Regions from separate parts of the Pan troglodytes genome. Here region 2 is linked to region 1. The links are chromatin contacts, called in public Hi-C maps. All regions are on one chromosome and are shown on one strand. Each heading gives the region's core, a stretch centred on a gene start, on an enhancer-like site or on the middle of the called end of the contact. The rest is flanking DNA. Distances are from core to core; before and after follow the strand shown. Region 1 holds the start of TSPAN17 (tetraspanin 17). Region 2 holds the start of MXD3 (MAX dimerization protein 3).

Evidence for each region. Hi-C and Micro-C count contacts between places; a contact is called where the count stands out from the background.
Region 2: a Hi-C map of stem cell-derived neural progenitor cells shows a contact between it and region 1, with 3 times the contacts expected there. The contact joins the promoter of MXD3 here to the promoter of TSPAN17 in region 1. A contact is called at or near these places in 1 of 7 Hi-C or Micro-C datasets (stem cell-derived neural progenitor cells) and 1 of 1 datasets of contacts at active chromatin or transcription factors (stem cell-derived excitatory neurons).

Annotation. Positions count from the first base shown.
Region 1 is chr4:174,265,744-174,268,717 of NHGRI_mPanTro3-v2.0_pri, forward strand. TSPAN17 (tetraspanin 17) reads left to right here and starts at 1,598. Exons shown (of 9, transcript XM_518122.8): 1 at 1,598-1,967. The coding sequence starts at 1,881. It overlaps EIF4E1B (eukaryotic translation initiation factor 4E family member 1B), which reads left to right. Exons shown (of 9, transcript XM_063811707.1): 9 at 61-802. The coding sequence ends at 175.
Region 2 is chr4:174,934,095-174,937,068 of NHGRI_mPanTro3-v2.0_pri, forward strand. MXD3 (MAX dimerization protein 3) reads right to left here and starts at 1,387. Exons shown (of 7, transcript XM_063810895.1): 1 at 1,254-1,387; 2 at 284-380; 3 at 1-7. The coding sequence starts at 353.

The sequences.
Region 1 (2,974 bases), core at 348-2,847:
CTCTAGGACCCTCTGATGACTACCTGTGTCTCTTTTCCTCTGTGTCCCCCGCACCTGCAGGCGTGTATACAAAGAGCGCCTGGGCCTCTCCCCAAAGACCATCATTGGGTACCAGGCCCATGCAGACACAGCCACCAAGAGCAACTCCCTAGCCAAGAACAAGTTTGTGGTGTGAGGGGGGCCTTGGCACCCCTCCTATGTAATGGGACAGCCACCACTGAGCCTCATTACTTTGGGGGATGGGGCGGGACTGGGGATCAGACAGCCTAGTTCTTACCTGTCCTCAAGTGAACAGGAATGCAAACATTCTTTAACATGAGTTGGGGCCTGAGCCTTAGGGGCTAGATGGGGGTAGTGGTGGCAGTCTGAGGACCTAGCTTGTCCTGGGGCCACAGGACAGCAGCAGGGTGGAAAAAACTCCTGGGGGTGGGGTGAGTCATGGCGGGGAAGGAGGGCTCTATGGTAGGCGGAGAAGCCCATAGTCCAGTGTTTACTGTTTCCACCCAGGAAGGAGGTGAGGTGGCCTGAGAGACAGACTCTTCCATGGGTGGTGGGCTCAAGGGCACAGACACGCTGGAGGGTGAACGCCATCATTTGTACAGAGGGATACGTGGGTTGCTGAGGACTGAGAGAGCCTTGCAAGGCCGCTCCCCTTCTCCCCAGCTGTGACCATGGCTGTCTGGGCCTTGCCTGCCTCAGGGCCAGACTGAAGTGGAGGTGGAGGGATGCTGGGCTAGGCCTCACCAAGGTTCTGGTAGAAGTGGTGGAAGTGGATAAACTTGATAATAAAAGCTTAAGCATCTTTCTGTTCCTGTTTTAAATAAATACTTCTGAACAAAGTTGGAATTATTTTTAAGAGGGCTTCAAACTGGAGTAAGATTCAGGTTCCCCCAAACTTTGATCTGCCTCTGTCCTGTCTTACAGGGGCTCATGTGAGATCACTGGGTACCAAGGAGCCTGACCGGGACCCTGGCCAGTATGGAGGACAGGGGGTGTGGCTGGGGAAACTCAGCCACCAAGGGGGCTTGAGCCAGGTTCCGGGGCATATGCCCCTGGCAGGGCGCAGCCGGTGTGGTACCAAGGCCCAGGCCCTCGTTTGGCCTGAGTTTGAGCCAGGATAAGTAGAGCTGGATTTCCGCTGGGTGAAGGTGAGCCTGATGCGACTCCACAATGACAAAACGTCCTGCACGTGTTAAAAACTCAATCCGGACCAGCTTCCCCATTCGCCTGCCAGAGCAGCAGTTAACCTTCCCCTGGGATGGGCTCCAACAGCAGGCTGGGGATTGGGATGGCGCTGGTACCCAGCAGGGGAAGCAAGGCTTCTACACCCCGGCGGCCTCCGGCGCCATCAGCCGGCGTCCCAGGCGCGTCTGCAGGACGCTGGGAAACGCGGCGGCGGCCTGCGCGGGGGCGGGGCCTGGCCGAAGGCGGGGCTGCGAGGAGGTCCGAATCAGGCTGTGGGGGCGGAGCTCGGGAAGCGGAGCCAGGTCCAGAGGCGGGGCTCAGGCGGGACTGAGTTGGGCTATGGGGGCGGAGCCAGGTCAGGAGGCGGGACTCCAAAGGGACTGAGGGCTGTGGGGGCGGGGCCCGGTCCAGAGGCGGGGCCCTGTCCAGAGGCGGGGCCCGGTCCAGAGGCGGGGCCCGGTCCAGAGGCGGGGACAGGTCCAGAGGCGGGGACAGCAGGGCTTCGGGCAAGGAGGTCTGGATGCTGAGGGCGGTCCCTGAGGGGCGGGCGGGGCCCGACCGGCGCTCTGTGTGGCCGAGGCCATGAAGCCGCAGCCGCCCGGCTAGGCCCCGGGCGGCTCTAGCCCAGGGCGGCCCGCGGGGCGCTGGGCCTGGCTCCCGGCTCCGGTTTCCGGGCCGGCGGGTGGCCGCTCACCATGCCCGGCAAGCACCAGCATTTCCAGGAACCCGAGGTCGGCTGCTGCGGGAAATACTTCCTGTTTGGCTTCAACATTGTCTTCTGGGTGAGCGCGGGGTCTGCGCCTTGCCCTGTGCTGGGGGGTGGTGGGAGAGGGAGATTCAGTCTTTTGCATGGGGAGACTACTCCCTGCCCCAAGAGTTTGGAGCTCGGGACCATCCCCCCATTTCTGCCACACCCACGCCCACTTCCAGGACCACCCGAGGTAGCTACAGAGGCCCGGATTGCTGGGGGCGGGTCCTAGCGACAGCGTGGGGTCGGGGTTGGGGTAGGGAGTCTCCCTGAGTAATCCCGAGGCCTGGTGGAGAAAGGGAAGGTGTTTCCTTGAAGACCCCAGGGGCGTGCTAGGTGCAGGTTGCCCCTCTCGCGCAGCCCTCCTTCCTACCCTGGGATGTGGGATGCACGCCAAGCCCCACCCCTGGTTTAGCCGATAAGGAGATTCTGGCGTGAAGGGAGCCGCCAGGCCCCTTCCCTGGCCTCCTTTCCCTTCCAGTAGTACCTGGGTCAGGTGCCTCACCTTAGGCTCCTGCAAAGTGGGGTGGGTCACAGTCTTCTCCCCACCCCAGTCCCGCACAAGGAGGCTGACCTGCCAGGAGGGGCAGGGAGGGACAATGGCGAGTCCTTGGCGGCTGGGAGGGGATCTCCCCAGTTGAGAGCCTGGGAGCTGGCCTTGGGGAACAGAATTCAACATTCCACAGCTGACAAGCTGAGGCTCCTGGGTGGGGCTGCCCCTACCGGGGAAGGGAGCTACTAGTGCCCCTCCCAGGGTGGCATCTGTCCCCCTGGGCCCTGCCAGGTCATTTTTCCCATCTCTCCAAAGCCGTGGCCCTCTGCAGTCTCTGCTCCTGAGGCCTTGGGTCAAGATGCCAGGCCCTTTCCCTTGTGTTCAGCAAGACTCAGTGGCACTGCCCCCTACCCACGTGTCACCGAGCTCACTGGTGTGGTGGGTGTCCTTGCACTGCAGCACTAGGCTCTTGAGGGTGTGGGCAGTGTGTGGGAGCACTGGCAAGGAAGTCAGAGGGCCTGGCTGGGACACCTTGGGCAAGTCACCTC
Region 2 (2,974 bases), core at 137-2,636, 670 kb after region 1:
TCGGCCTCTGCCAGAGAGAGCCCCCGCCCGCGTCAGGCTGGGGCTGGACCTGGTCCCAGCGGGAGCCCCAGGCACAGCACGGTCAAGGAAAGGCTTTTGGCGCCAGGACCATTTCCCCCACCCGTCCCTGCTCTACCTCCCCGGGACTCCTCTCGAGTTGAGGGCGAGGCGCCCCGGGATTACTGTCCTAGGGCGGTGCATCCTTCAAGCTGGGAGCCAGGTCCAGTCCAGGCCCGTGTCAGCGAGGTCGCCGCCCGGAATTCAGCCAAGGGTCCTTCCTCACCTCTCTCACGGCGCTCCAGGAACTCGGCCGCCTGCAGCAGGACCTGGATGTTGCTGGCCACGGGTTCCATGTCGGCGACAGCTGGCGGCGGGCCGGCCTAGGGTGCCGGCCGGAGCAAGCGGCTGCAGCACTTTTGTTACAAAGTAACTGACACGGTGCAACAAACACAGGGGCCCGCCCCGCCCCCGGGACGCCCCGCCCGCGGGAACGCCCAGCCCTTGGCTCCGCCCCTCTGGAACCCGCCACGGAGCCGCAGCCCACCCTCCGGCAGCCGCCCCGCCCCGAGTGGTCTCAGACTTTCCAGGGGCAGGTAAGGGCGCTGGCTCCAGGCCTGGCCCTGGAGCGAACCCTCAGGCTAACCGGTGCTGCTTCTTGCCCGCCTCACTCATCCACCCACGCCGGCTCATTGGCGTCTTTGATCTCAGCTTCCAGCCCCGTGCTAGTGACTAGCCCCCAACATAGCACGGCGCTCTGGGGGCCTGGTGGTCCCCTGAAAGCCCCGGGCCCAGCCGCTGCACGTGGGGGCCGCGGGGGCGGGGCCTCCGGCCGCCGCTCGCCCATTCGCACATGGCTTCTCAAGGATCGCTGTTGTCATCCTCGGGGCGGGGTCGGGGAGCCTCTGATGCCCTATTGGCTGGCGCTCTGCCCCGCCCTCTCCCGCCGCTGATCCACACGTTCGGGCGGGAAAAGAAGCAGGTTTCAAATTTGAAAACCCAAGCGATGGGGCGGGGTTGAGAGGGGAGCTGGGCCTCAATGCGCAGGCGCCGGCGGAGGGGCGACGGACCCGGCTCCTGCCCTCCGGGGTCTGTCCCCAAGCCTGCCTGCCATCTGCCCCCGAAGGCCCCCGTGGGCCCCAGCTTCCTACTGTGTCGAATGGGAATAATATCTCGGCCCCCCTCCTCTTCTGTGAGGAAGCTGTTGTTGCTACGAAAACGTCAGTGGGGTAACAGCTTCCTCAGGCAGGCCATACCCTGGAGGCACGCGAAATGGCCTTTTCCGGAGCCTGGGGCTCTGGTATCCACGGAGTTGGGGTCCTCTCCTGTCACTGATGCCTCAGCTGTGTATGACTCAGGAGGTGACCTCCGTCTCTAAGCCTCAGGAGCCCTGCGACAGCGTTGAAGGATCAGAGCCAATGCCTCTGCGGTGCCCATGGCATGAAGGAGCCGCCCATCTCAAAGGCCAGTGCAACCAGACCGCGGCGTTTGCCTCCCAGGCAGCCCCTGCTTGCCTTACTCAGAGTCCATAAACCCTTCTTGCACCTGACTCTCCTAGCCGGCCGAAGGAGTGGCTGTGATGACTTCTAGCCTCAGCACCAGCAGGTGGGGCCACATCTGGGGACAGGAAGATGAACGCAGCTGTAGCAGGGTGGAGCATTGCTGCCAGCCACGGGCTGAGTCTGTGACTCCAGTAATCCCAAAATAGAGAGGGGAGGGAAGGTGGGAGGGATCGATGCTCTGTAAAGAGACAGTCCTGGTTAAACACAGGCACATGTCAGTCAGGCCTCAGTTCCTTGGGAAAAATCTTTTTTTTTTTTTTTTTTTTTTTTTGAGTCTTGCTCTGTCGCCCAGGCTGAAGCGCAATGGCTCAATCTCGACTCACTGCAACCTCCGCCTCCCGGGTTCAAGCAATTCTCCTGCCTCAGCCTCCCAAGTAGCTGAGACTACAAGCGCCCACCACCACACCCAGCTAATTTTTGTATTTTTAGTAGAGACGGGGTTTCACCGTGTTGGCCAGGCTGGTCTCGAACTCCTGACCTCAGGTGATCCACCCACCTCAGCCTCCCAAAGTGCTGGGATTACAGGTGTGAGCCACCGTTCCTGGCCGGGAAACATCTTGAAGTTTCGGCCAGGCGCCGAAAAAAAATGAAGTTTCTCTAAGAGTTGCTCACAGCGGAATAACTGCCCTGTCTAGGCAGACGATCCATCTACCCAGCCGCCTGTCCTTAACTCACAAAATATTTGCTGAGCTCTCACTGGACACCAGGCGCTGTGCTGGGGGCTGGAGGACATATGATAGGCAAAATCATACAGGGTCCCTGCCCTTGCAGAGCTCATAGGCTTGAGAGGGAAAGACACCAATACAGTCGCAGGAAGGCGGAGGTCCAGCTGGACAGGTCCTCACAGGGAGAGACCGTGCCCCACAACACATTCTAAGGAACATTTGACCTAATTGGTGAGGTCAGAGAAGGCTTTACTGGGGAAATGGATGAAGAAGTGTTATCTAAGTATAGGAGAGATGAAAGAATTCTAGACAAAGGAACAGCACGTGCAAAGGCCCTGGGGCTGAAAGGAGCGTGGCAGGGGCGGTGTGGCTTACAGAGAGCAAATAGCCTGGTGCAGGCTGACACTGGAGAGGCTGCAGGGCCCAGAACATGCTGATGGGTTTCCCCAAACTCCCCCCTGCAATCAGCCATCTCTGAAGGAAGGAGCCGCAAGGCTTGTGAATGAATTTCCAATTTTATTTCACTAAAGTCAGCACCATGCAGTGCAGACACGAACCTACTCAGATGTCTGGGCCCTAGGTGGCCTGGCCTCCAGTCTGGGTGGGATAGGGGTGGGGAGGTTCTGAAGGAGGAGAATTTTCAGCAAAGGGAAAGAAGGAAGCATATGTGAGCTGAAGACATGGCCAGGAGGTGGTGGGAGTCAGGCTGGGGCTGCAGAGGGGCTGGAGGGCTCATGTCAAGGAGTTTGG